Linked DNA regions of Sus scrofa: region 2 is linked to region 1. The links are chromatin contacts, called in public Hi-C maps. All regions are on one chromosome and are shown on one strand. The core of a region is the stretch at or near the end of the contact, and the rest is flanking DNA. Distances in the headings are between cores, read along the strand shown.

The links. Hi-C and Micro-C count contacts between places; a contact is called where the count stands out from the background.
Region 2: a contact with region 1 is called in a Hi-C map of skeletal muscle, with 4 times the contacts expected there. The contact joins the promoter of INTS2 here to the promoter of MED13 in region 1. A contact is called at or near these places in 3 of 5 promoter capture datasets (fetal liver, fetal skeletal muscle and liver), 7 of 47 Hi-C or Micro-C datasets (blood, embryonic fibroblasts, fetal heart ventricle and 4 more) and 2 of 2 datasets of contacts at active chromatin or transcription factors (alveolar macrophages and skeletal muscle).

The regions. Positions count from the first base shown.
Region 1 is chr12:36,332,137-36,338,780 of Sscrofa11.1, reverse strand. It overlaps MED13 (mediator of RNA polymerase II transcription subunit 13), which reads right to left and starts at 5,040. Exons shown (of 31, transcript XR_002337203.1): 1 at 4,835-5,040; 2 at 2,766-3,000.
Region 2 is chr12:36,430,733-36,437,296 of Sscrofa11.1, reverse strand. INTS2 (integrator complex subunit 2) reads right to left here and starts at 2,904. Exons shown (of 25, transcript XM_021067302.1): 1 at 2,799-2,904; 2 at 1,193-1,499; 3 at 259-397. The coding sequence starts at 2,817. MED13 (mediator of RNA polymerase II transcription subunit 13) reads right to left here. Exons shown (of 31, transcript XR_002337203.1): 31 at 6,557-6,564.

The DNA.
Region 1 (6,644 bases), core at 3,791-6,290:
TCCTAATGAAAAATGTTAACATGAAAAGAAACTAGGTGAGGGTTATTCAGGAACTCCCTAGAACTATCTCTACAACTTTTATGTTAATCCAAAACTATTGTAAAACAAAAAATTACTTTAAAAAAATACACTATGGATGACACGAAGGAGACTGAGTTAAGGGAAGACAATTCTATACTTTAGTTATTAATAAGAAAAACTAATCTTCAAAAATAAATACCTCCCTCCTTCTCTCACCAGGGCAATATTACCACCATAATCACAAATATTTCAGTAACAAGATGTGGTGGGTGCTGAACCAAACATAAGGACACTGCCTGTTAAGAGCAGGCTCAAACTAAATTAACCAGCTTTTTATTACCACCTGGGTCCTTCCGGTTCCCCTTTCCTCACTGCTACACCTCCACTTGGAACTCAGGATTGCCTCCTGCAGCTGATGCCACCCCTACTGTCCAGCTGCTCTCTTCTCAGGGGAGCTTAAAAGAAGGGGATAGAGTGCCACAGATGGGAAGAAATGAAAAAAGGGGTTAGCTAGAGAGACAGAGGCAGACTAATTATCCCAAAAGGGAGGCAGACGGTGTCCCTGGAGCAAAGAAAAGGGCGAGACAAATATACTCTATCTGAAAAGACCTTATTATTCAAGATATGTCTGATTTAAGTAAAAACATTCTCAAGTAAATGACAGGCTTAAAAAAAGCTAAAACATTATAAAAATACCACTGGCTACAAAAACTGTTTAAAACGTACAGGACAGACTTTGTAACAGCAAAATATGATTACATACAACTACTAATATATTTTAGTTTACTATTTCAGTTGCTTACACCCTAATACTTAAAAGTTATTTACCATTCAATGGCATTCAGCAAAATCTTACACGTAAAGCCTAATTTTCCAAAATTACTTTCATTTCATACAAATCAATAGTCTAAAGTATTATAAGTATTACCATTTTTAAAAATTTATGCTAAAAAACAAAGTTAAACTACAGAAGTTTCAGGAGAAAACATACCTAACACACAACATGAAACATTAAAAAAAAAATACCCACACAATATTTTAATACACATCAAAACAACTCACATTTAACTTTAACAGGCTTCTAATTTTGAAAACATTACTCCTACTATGGTAAAATGAATAGCACATATCTGTTAAAGTTATCTTTGATTCCACAAAATGTATTTCATGGAATTTGCAGAGAAAGATGGCCTGTTCAGATGCTCTGCCAACTTTATTTAGAAAACTAAAACCCCCAAGTGAGAATTATAATTTATCTATAGTTGTCAACATTAAAACAAGTCTTCAAATATTGTAATAAAGTGGTATTCATGAACATGCAAACATTAAAATAACTGACGCATACCCAAGTCAAGGAAAGAAAAACAAAGCCAGCAGGCTTAGCTTTTGGCATGACAATTACAAAGTATCATCTTGCTGATGCTGTAAAGTAATATTATATCCTGATTTACATGCATGTTTCGTATACATGTATATATACATGTATACAAAACACATCATATAACATATTTAAAACCACACTACATATTTAAAACTAAGGACCAGACTCTCCAGCAGGATCTTATTAGGAAAGCTGGAAAGCATTTATCATAAAAGAATTGCAACCACTCAAAAAAATAAGTATTAACACTGAAGAATTTGCTCCTTAGAAGGTAAAAAGCAACTACCAAAACAAATGTGACACACACATTCCTGCACAAACACTGGTCTTACTGACTGCTTGTTTGAGATAGTCACCCGAATTACATATCATCCAAAAACAAAATAGGTTCTGTAACAGGTCAAATGGACAATAGTAGAAACTTTAGGGTACTCGATTTCAAATAAGAATGATTATTTCAGTTACCTAAAAATTCTAAATTTACTGGTCAAGAATCATTATGTAACATCTTGTTTAAGTTTTTGGTACCCTGCAGGAAATAACTAATCATATTTACATTCCTATCATCAAAGATTCAGTTTTAACATGGACTCTTACAATCTAAAGTAAACACAAGCTTCAGTCATTACTTGAAGAGCTATAGTTTCTTTTTCTAAAGTAACCTTTGGTCCTAAATGTCAAGAAAATAACACTGGCAGTAGTCTTACTGATTTGCTCATAATAAAATTATTTCTCTAACTTTTTAGATTATGATCCCATGTCCCACTATAAAAGCTATTTTTATATTAAAGATAGCCTTTGATGGAACAGTATCTAAAATAAATGAATCCCTTTCCAAGGATAACAAAATTAACAAATGCCTTCATATGTTAATTTTTTAAGAATTGCAAATTTAAAAAATTACTATATGCCTAAAAAAAAATATGAGAAAATTACAACACTTCTAGATACTTCTACAACGGTCTGCATATTCATACAGAAGAAAGCAGTGGCAGAAATGACTCAAAGATGAATTAAACTTGGCTTCAAAAGTATTTTATGACTTTGTTAGGTAATGTTCCCCTGGTTACATTTTTAGGGTAATTAATGTAGCATGCCTTCCTTAGGCCCTGTCTGCCAAAAATTCATGAGAAAGCTAAAAAGAATAAAGAATAAAGTTTTTAAAGCCTTAAAAAGCCTGCCATAATAAGCATAATTCTGAGTAAAATAAAATAACCAGTGAAATGAAACATGAAGCTGAAATTTTATCTGGTTTCATACCCAACAATGTTCCACCCCCCCTCAATCTTAATTTGTAATACAAACGTTTTTGGGAAGAGTATACATGGCTACATCATTAGTTAGAAATGTAAGTTGCTTTCACCTGACAAGTCATGGTGAATAAGGTCAGCAAAATTGGGGTCTTCACCCCACCAAAATATCCACAATTCTCTTCTTCCAGGTCTTTGATCTCGCCGCCAAACACCAAGCACATCTGCCTTAAGGCAGCGACTAAAACTGCTCAAAATGGGGTCTTCCTCTGTCACCGGAAACAGAATAGGGGCAGAAGTTGGGCCTTGCCATACATATCTTTTCCACTTAATTCCCGTCAAGTCAGCCTGAAGAAAACAAAGTATGATTTTTTTATTAGGGCATATTCACTCAAAATCAAAAGCACTTGCTTTAAAGTCTCTTCATTAAGTCATTACAATTTTTAATGTATGCTCAGGATATCGAAAGCAGATTGACCCCAAAAATGTTTATTAGTTCTGATAATTCAATAACCAAAAATCAAAGGAAAAGAACAAAAACAATTTAAAAATTAACACTGACATGTCACTAAATAACAAGTCAATAAATGTGTCCCAAGGAGAAATAAAAGAAGCTTAATATTAAACATAAACATGTACTTTAACATTGCACACTGAGTAAACATTTGCTCTCTGTCCTAACTTCTGTTCTGACTGGTTACATTTGTTCCTTGGTGACAAACTTATAACAGAAAATTAATTTTTAAAGACTCATCATTCCATGTTTATAGAAGTCATGGCTCTAACGAAAAGAAACCTGAACTACAACTGAAAAAAAAATCTTGTTAAATCTTTACATATTCCTTTTAGGAAAAGTCAAATAGCTGCTGACAAAGAACCGTCAGATTTGTGCTAGTCTTATCTTCAAAGAACCTGATCCTAAAAGTACCAAAAATAGACTGAGTTGGAGAAGACAGAAATGTAAAACCCGCTGTCTTCTTACAGCTCAAGAGATGCAAATTAATGGACACTGTACAAGAAAACATTTTATTTTTTAGATAAAAATTAAAGATCTCAGTTTAGCATCGTGAAAAGAAATTCATTAGAGCGAACTTGTAATTCTGAATCTAACTTAAAGGTGCAAAGCGCAAGGTGCCAAAAATGAAACTGCTGATACATGACTGGCAGTTTACACTGGCCAACTAGTTGTGCTCCGCCCACTCAATTCACTTACCTATCACACACTCTCTTAATATTTCTCATAGGATAGGGAAAATGAAAAAAGAAAGTCACCTAAACTTTAAATCACTGATGAAGCTAAGTTACTATCCAATTGAAAACTAAATATTTGCAACAGTTGGTACTTTTGAAAGTCTTTATTGGATGTTCCCAGATCTGGGCCAACGTACACAATTATCATCCCTAAATCTAGCTTTCCCTGACTTTCCAATAAAAAAAGGAACAGCCCCCTCAAAATATGCTAAAAACGAAGGCAAATTAGACAAATACAAAAATATTTAGTGCAAAACCACAGCACCTCCTCCTCTGGTTCGCTCCACTCTCACAAACATAATGTTCTAATAAAAGCAAAATGGCTAAAAATTGTCAAAATGGCAAGTTGTTTTCAAAGTTTGAAGAAAAAACATATGAAATGGCATCTACTCCTTTTTACACAGAGCCTGAAGTCGCGCAAGGAAGAAACCAACCCCCCTATATAGTTTGACTCACAATAAAAAATGGACAACGAAAAGAGTGCTTAAGTTCCGGGGTCCGCTTTTTGGGGGGAAACCAGATGAGCAGAGTGAGACAGAAGGAGAACGGGCAATAATGGGTAAGTGTGAAGAAGGGATACACGGTCCATGAGGAGGAGAGCAACAGTTAAGCAAGAAACAGAGGGAAAGGCTAGTGTCCTGCCGGATAAGGAGCCCAAGTTAAAGACCAGACTACCAGAGGAGGGGGAAAAAGAGTCAGAAACGAGAAAAAGGGCCGACACTCGAAACACAGCGCCCGGGACCGCCGGAGAGGACCGCGGCCGCCGGGCTGGTGCCGAGCTGGCCGCCGCGCCGGCTCCGGCTCCGGCTGGGCCTAGCCCGGGGACTCCGGCATCTGGAACCGACCCGGACCCCCTCCCCCACGGCCCAAGGGCGCACCTCGCGGCCCCTCCCCCAACGCCCGCTCGCCGTGGCCCCCGCCCCGCACTCACCAGGCAGAAGAGGTTACAGTGACAATCTTCCAGGCTGGCCCCGTTCGGCACGAAGGAGGAACTCATCGTCCCTCACAGCAGCCGTCGCCGGCGCCACAACCCACCATCCGCCATTACCGCCGCCTCCGACCAGAGAGAGAAACACAGACACCGGGGAGGGCGGGGGGGTGGTGGTTGGGGGGCGGTGGAAGAGGAGGCCGCCGGGCCGCCCGCCCTCCCCACCCACCCCCCCGCCGCCGCGAGCAGTCCCCGCCGCCCGGCCGGCACCCAGCCGCCCGGGGCCGAGAGCCGGAGGCGGGAGGGCCGCGCCGCGCTCGCCCCGCGGGCCGGACTGCGGCCGCCGCGGAGCCCGCGGACGCCCGTCCCTCTCGGGGACAGAGGGGATGTGTGCCCCTGCCACAAGAAAATATAATAAATTACACAATAAATAATTAAAATCGAGTCCGAGAGGGCAGATCCCAGGCCCTGGAGGGCTCTCCCGGGCGGGGAGGCGCCCGCAGAGGGGCGGGAAGGGCGAGAACCGGGAGAGAAGCCCAGGCCCCCGACCCGGCAGCGGCGATGTCCTTAAGCCCAGAGTCTCCTCAGTGGCGGAGGTGGTGGCGGCGTCTGCGGGCTCAGACCATTCTCTGGCTGTGTCTTCGTGTCGTCCCTGGGCCAAGCCGGCCTAACGTCCGCTCTCCTGCGGCCTCACCGCCGGGACGCCGTAGTCTCCCCCATTTTGTGGGCCCAGCGGGCGGTGTTTTTCCCCCTTTAATCCGAATTCACGGGTTTTCCCTTCGCTTTAATGGCGGCCACAGGGACCAGCTCGCCCTCTCTGCTCGCCCATTGGCCGCCTGGAGGTCACGTGCGCCCGGGCTCCGTGGGGAGGGGGAGAGAGAAGGGAGCGAAGGAGAGCCGGGAAGCTTTCAGCAGAGGCGGTGAGCCCAGGGGGACTGGGCAGCCAGCTGGTGGCTACTAAGATAGCGCCATCTGCTGGGTGCCCCGGCCACCGTGAGATGACCCAGGGCCCTGGCCCTATCTTACTTCTTCCCGGGGAATTTACAGGGTTCACATAACAAATCTGGGAATTACGTTGAAATCCGTTTGAATTCCTTAGAAGTGTTGCAAAAATTCCTAGATCTTCTCCTTTATTCTACAAGGCCACTGGGGTGCAGCGCAAACCCGTGGGCCTGGGAGTTAGATCTGCGATAGGACTCAGCCGCTTGAAAGTTGTGATATTACGAACGAAACGTAAATGAAACAATATAGTCATGCGGCTAACAGCCTGGGAGTTAGAGCCCCACTGCTTGGGTTTGAAGCTTGAGAGAATCACTTACCTCTCTGTCTCAGTTTCCTCATCTGTAAAATGAGGAAAACATATCCCCTGCCTCACAGGGTTGTTGTGGTAATTGAATTAATACAAAGAAAGCAGGTAGACAAGTGCTGGGCACAGATATGCATTGTTTAGACTGATCTATTGTTGTTGTCATCATTACCTCATATGGTTATTGTAAGGAGTAAGTGAACCAGTGTATGTAAAGTGCCCATTAGAGTGTCATCTCCAGGAGAACTGGGACTTACTTTGGTTTTCCGCTATCTCTCTGGCGTCTTAAAAAAAAAAAAATTCCTAGCACACAGTAGGTGCTTGATACCTGTAAATTTGCAGATGAATTAATAGTAAGAAGTAGGAACCCAATAAGACATTAGTTTCCTTCCCCACGAAACATTCAGTTATTGACTGGATTACACTTCAAAGTAAGGGTTCAAACATTTTTCCTGAGAATTTTAGAGGGGAGAGAAAGAGAGACAGAGACAGAGACTGAAAGGAAGG
Region 2 (6,564 bases), core at 1,655-4,154, 100 kb before region 1:
CTGGTTTACAGTGTTCTGTCAATTTTCTACTGTACAACATGGTGACCCAGTTACACATACATGTACACCTTCTTTCTCACAGGCTTTAAAGTCAGGCATTTAATACTTTTTGAGCCTCTGAAAGGATAACACTTACATAAAAAACAGAAATATTGTACAAGAGGATGCAACCTGGCTGCCTTCTGGCCTGTTTCTTCTACCTTCTAAGTGTAGAGATCAAATCATGTATATTTTGAGCTGTGGTTAAAATAAATGTACCTTGTTCATAATTGCCAACAATTCACTAAGCACAAGACGCAAGCGACGAGGCGAATCACTGTGTTCAAACTCTAAAGTCAGTCCATGCTGAAGCTGTGATACCAGGATGCTCTCTCCACTGCCTCCTCCAAGTTTATGCCTGATAAAGTACAAACATGCACAACATTTATAAAAACACTGGCACAGAAATGACAGGGTGAAAATTACCTCATAAAAATAATCTAGGAGTTCCCGCTGTGGCACAATGGGTTAAGAATCTGACTGCAGCAGCTCAGGTCACCGAGCATGGGTTTGATCTTTGGCCCAGTGCAGTGGGTTACAAGATCTGGCACTGCTGCAGCCATGGAGAAGGCTGAAGTTGCAGCTTGGTTTCAAGCAGCTGCAGCTTGGTATCAATCCCTGGCCCAGGAACTTCTATATTCCTCGAGTATGGCCATAAAAAATAATCACCATCATCTACAAAATAATGCATGAATTCTTTTCATATACTTCATAAATGGATTACTTCTAAAATCCTATTCAGGTTGTTCATCTATTTCAGGAATTTACAACCTATGTAAAGACTCCATCACAACTGACAGTTAATATCCACTTTCATTAACTACAGTGGCTCACTACTGGCTTCACAACAGGCAAAGAAGGACAAAATATATGCCCAGAATTTGGGGGAATCAATGTAAGCTTAAAAAAGCCTCCCAAGAGATTTCAGGAAATCGTTCTACTCCAGAGGAACTTATCCCACCCTTTTCCCACTGAAAGTAACTGGCCTAAGGACTTACCCTGAATACAAAGTGCACACAAAGTTCTCAGCACAACATTTTATAAGATGGAATTCAAAAGATCATAGAATTTTAATTACAAATAAAAATACTGGATTCTTTCTGTTTTAGCAAATCCAAGTAAATACCAAGCCACAGATTAGATATTACATTACCTAAGCTGCTGTTCTTTGCTGGCGTCCTGTTCTAAAGCATGAAAGTCCACAGACAACAATGCAACAATGGAATTGACAGCTTCTACTCCAGAAAGAAGACGAAGGATGAGTTTTTTATCCTGAGCCCAGCTTTGGCTCTGGTCAGCAGGAGCACAAAGTGCCATCCGCACCAAGCAGGGCAGGAGAAGTCTTAATTCTGGATCGCTTAAAGATGCCAAACGAACAACATCCACCTTCTGCATTGCTTCGAAAGCAAAAGGACTGACAAACTGAAGGCTTGTACACTCGGTCATTATCACAGTTGATCCTAGTGGTTAAAAAAAAAAAAAAGAAGAAGAAGATGAAGAAAAAGAAAAGAAAGAGAAAGTAGGGGTATAACTCCACATGCATGAATGCCTCTCTTTTTAACAACTCTGAAAAATGTGGTCTCTTGTTAATAGGACTAGTCGCTGGCAATATTCCTGGCACAATTAAAGGCTCCCTATGTTTCTATTGCCATCTGGAAAATGAGAAAGAAAACAGAGTATATTAACGTCTCTTCCAGCCTTGGGGATCTTCTGTTGTAATACTCCCATTTTGCAAAGAAGGAATATGAAACCCCGAGGGACTAAGTAACTGGCTCTGAGTAGTATTACTAGTCAGTGGCAAAATCTAACGCTGAACTCTCATCTACTAAAACCCAGTCCAATATTTTCTCCACTATACCAGTCATGAGTGCCACAACGTAGAGTAAAAGATCAGCATAGTAAAGAACGCTCCTCTTTCGTTTCACATGCCTACCCAACATCCGTAAAGCACTGTTAGACTTCTCTTTCCCACCCTCCACGAGTCGGTGGAACCACTATTAAATAGCCTCACTAGCCAGAAGCAATGCCAGATTCAACGCTCTGGAGACAAAAACAGTATGCCATACCTCCTGTGTTCCTAAGTTTAAAAAAACAAAAACAAAAACAAAACAGCTGTGGAGGTGCAATTAGCTGTGGGAGAAAGCTGAGTCCCACTTGGGCACTTTTCTGTCTTCAAGAGTAATCAGAAACAAAACAGCAAGTAGCAGGTAGCCAAAGCCATCCCCTCTGAGACCCACAAAACTGCAGAATCGTAAATAACAAAGAGTCGTGGGCAGAAATGCTGTTTTGCTTTTAATTTTAGCAAGAGGAGCTGGCCTTTTAACAGAGGGGCGGGCTGATAGAGCAGAGGCGTCAAGACCTGTGTGCTCATAGGTCTCGCCCTGGGCGTAAAGAGAACCAACCAGTTCCTCTGGCTGAGAAAAGTCGGGCCGGTGGCGGACACGGACCTCGGAACGCTCTAAGAGCCTGAGAAGCGGAAGCTTCATACCTTAAGATCTACCCTCCAACCTCCCGGGACCCCACCCGGATTCCACGCTCTAGAGGCGGGACGCGGTAGAAATCGAGAGCGCGGTCCGAAGTTGGGCCTAGGCGATAATCCGGATTCCCCAACCCTAGCTGTGCCCTGAGTCGACCTGGACACCAAAAACCCAGACGCCAGAACCCATTGGTCCGGCGGTGCGATAGGGGCTGGATGCGGACCCTGCACAAAGGCAGAGCCCGGACTGAAGGGAGAGGAAAGCAGAGCAGACCGTTTCAACCTGCACACAGCACCTTCATTCATCCCCAGCGTCTGGCTCCGGTCGGCCACCGTACTGGACTGAGAGGAAGAGTGGCTGGCTGTGAAAGGAAACCCGCAGACGTCGCTCAGAGGCAACGGCGCGCGTGCGCGGCCCCACCCCTTCCTCCCCCTTGGTTTGCTCTGCCAAGTTCACTCGAGAAGATTTAGCAGGTTGCTAGCTGTCTTCAGTCTCCTTTCCAGACCCTACCAGCTGACTCTTTTTAAGGTAAATCATTAAGTCCTTACGAAGTGCAGTTTCATCGTCACAGGACTACCGTGGCGTTCAAATGAATACGTACATTAGTATGGAAACGGAATGTTAAAGTTGTCCCCACTGTTCATTGATCAGAACACGAAAGGAATCAGACTGCATACATTTCTTTTCCATCTCTGCCTGTGCCCTTCCAGCACCAAAGTTCTGGAATCCTGGGTTTGTAGAAGAATTTAAAAAGTCATCAAGGAATTCTCGTTTTGGCTCAGTGGTTAACGAATCCGACTAGGAACCATGAAGACGTGGGTTCGATCCCTGGCCTCGCTTAGTGGGTCTTAAGGATCCGGCGTTTCCGTGAGCTGTAGTGTAGGTCGCAGACGCGGCTCAGATCCCGCGTTGCTGTGGCTCTGGCGTAGGCCGGTGGCTACAGCTTCAATTCGACCCCAACCTGGGAACCTCCATGTGCCATGGGTGCAGCCCTGAAACACACACACACACACCAAAAAAGAATATATGTATATATGTATGTATACATGTATGTATATATGTATGTACAGCATTTTTTTCCTTAGTGGTACATGAAATAATGTTTTACAATTACTGGTGTCTTATATTTGTTTGATGAAATGTGTTATATAGTTCCTATACTCTAAGTCCTGGATGAAGTGAACATTCTCACCCCTGAATGGCTTTGATTTATTCTTTTCTACCTTAATTTTCAATCAGGTTGGGAAAGAAAGAAAAGGAGACTGGCACAACACAGTAAATCAACTATACTTTAATAAAATAATAAATTTTAAAAATTTAAAAAGAAAAGGAGAAGTTCTCTTGTGCAGCAAAGTTAAGGATTTGGCGTTGTCACTGCAGCGGCTTGGGTGGCTGCTGTGTCTCAGGTTCCATCCCTAACCATCACATGCTGCAGACTTAGCCAGGAAACAAAAAAAAAAAAGAGAAAGAAAGAAAAAACAAACAAACAAAAAAAAACCAGTCTCAGGCATCATAGGTGCTTTTACATAAGTTATTGCCCAGTAAATGACTTTCTAGAAATTAGAAGACTTAGGGATTTAAAGGAGCACCCATGTTCCTTGGAAATAGAATTTCAAAAGTAAAAAGATCTCAGCAGTGATCTAGCTCCAGTTTTCTCAACGTGGAACTCTTTTTATAGTTACCCTGTTTTGTAAGATTTCTTCAATTGTTTCTGCCTGTCAAGATCTTTTTTACTTGTCTTTTTGTCTTTTTAGGGCCTCACCCTAGGCATGTGGAGGTTCCCAGGCTAGGGGTCTAATCAGAGCTGTAGCCGCCAGCCTACACCAGAGCCACAGCAATGCCAGATCCAAGCCTCGTCTGCCACCCACACCACAGCTCACGACAACGCCAGATCCTTAACCACCGAACAAGGCCAGGGATGGAACCTGCAACCTCATGGTTCCTAGTCGGATTTGTTAACCACTGAACTACGACGGGAACTCCGGTCAAAGTCTTTTTTATTCTTCTTTTATACTGGCTGTCTACTTTGGCTAAACCTATCATATCTATGTTAATTTTATGGATAACATGTTGAGTAGACTTAGGTCCAGGCAAGGTTCCATAGGTTAACATTGAGACATCTCTCTAGTTGACCTAGCTCCACCAGTTAAGCCTTTTGAGATATGATTGTTCAACCAACTCTGAATCATCCCAGCTCCTAAAACCCTTTCCTGCTTGGGGATAAAGTTCACTTTCTTTAAGGTGGCATTCAAAAGACAATGTTTTTTGTGGTCTGACCTCTCTTAGCTTGGACTCCTGTCATATCTTACCATGGTGCCTCCATTCTAGTCTGAACAGCTTATTTCCCAAATCCTTCATGTTATTCAAGAGCCTTCTTACTATTCCTTCTACCTGGAATACCTTTTCTCTTTATGTAGTAACTCCCAAGTATCCTTTCTTACCTCTAGTGTTCCCTTGCTTCGAAATCCTTCCCTGACAAATCACCTGTCTCTTCATTAAAGTACCCTTCTTCAATGCTCCCAAGGCACTCTTTGCTTCTTTCATCATAGCATTTCACATATTACACCATAGTTGTTAGAACTCGTCTGTCCCTCTCACCAGAAAGTAAGTACCTTGTGGGCAAGAACTGTGTTTATGGCACACAGTATGGTACTTAATATTGGTGTTTTTAATAATTCAAGTATGAGTTATGAAACCTTACTAATAACCTGCTGAATGTACGGTTTATCAGTGTGAAGTAATATGAGCTTGATTTCAGCTATTCCCTCTTGTGTATGCACTACATTGCCATTCACATCACTTTAGAGGGCTTATCAAACTAGTTATGTTTATATGATCCTAAACTATTTCCACTACTGTGAAAATAAGAATTCCATGTAATTAAAATTTTGTAACTTCATTTTAATTATTTGCAAAACTCACACTAAAGCTAAATTCTTGAATATTCCATATGCCACGGGAGTGGCCCAAGAAATAGCAAAAAAAGACAAAAAAAAAAAAAGAATAACCAAGGAGCTTTCAAAGAACTCAAATGCCTAGAAGAACAATGGCTTCACAGGCCATTTTGAGGCTTGTGAAGAAATAGGCAGAGGACAGATCATCTAAGTCTTTTAATATCTATCTTTAGAGCAAGAAGCAACTATAAAGGATTTTCAGTTACCAAGTAAAGAACGTACTGAAAGTAGACCATTTAGAAGGATGTTTCAGTGGTCCACCCAGATAAGGTTCTCTTATCTAATACCTTACATGGCACTGCATAGTGCTAATTTAGACTAAGGTCAGGTCAGTTTAATATCAGGACATACATGATAGTAAATACAGAAGACCAACAATTTTTGTTTGTTTGCTTTGGCTGCTGGCACAGCATGTGTAAGTTCCCAGGCCAGGGACAAATCTGAGCCAGAACAATTTTGGTGCTTTGTCCCTACTCAGCTTAAGCATGGACAAAAATACTGTGGTCGCCCCGTGGCATGTGGAGTCCCCAGGCCAGGGATCAGATCCAAGCTGAAGTCTCGACCTAAAGCGCAGCTGTAGCAATGCCGGATCCTTAACCCACTGTGTGGAGTCAGGGATCAAACCTGCATCCCATTGCTCCTTAAGACACTGCCAATCCCATTGTACCCCAGCAGGAACTTAGGGACAAGAAATAGTTTAAATGGCTGCTTATACAAAATGGGCAGAGTTATTTTCAATGGATTGTTCATATATGAACAACACTTATGTTTCAAAAACATTTGTGATTAAAAAAAATTAGAACTAAGCTTTGAATATTTGAAAGTAGCTTGTTTGGACTAGAAAACTCATATCAAACTGATCAGCCTAAAGGGAATTAGTATTTATGTATATACACAATTTTCCTGTCATATTAAACACCAATATGATTAAAATCTTTTTAAAAAATAAAGTACTTCAAAGAAGTTAAAAGTCCATCAACCAGTTTTTAGATTGCCCCTTTTCATTTATAAATGACACAAAAATACTACTACTACTTTTTACACAAATTTAAGATGGAAATATTTCAACAGAATGAGACACCACAATGAAGGCT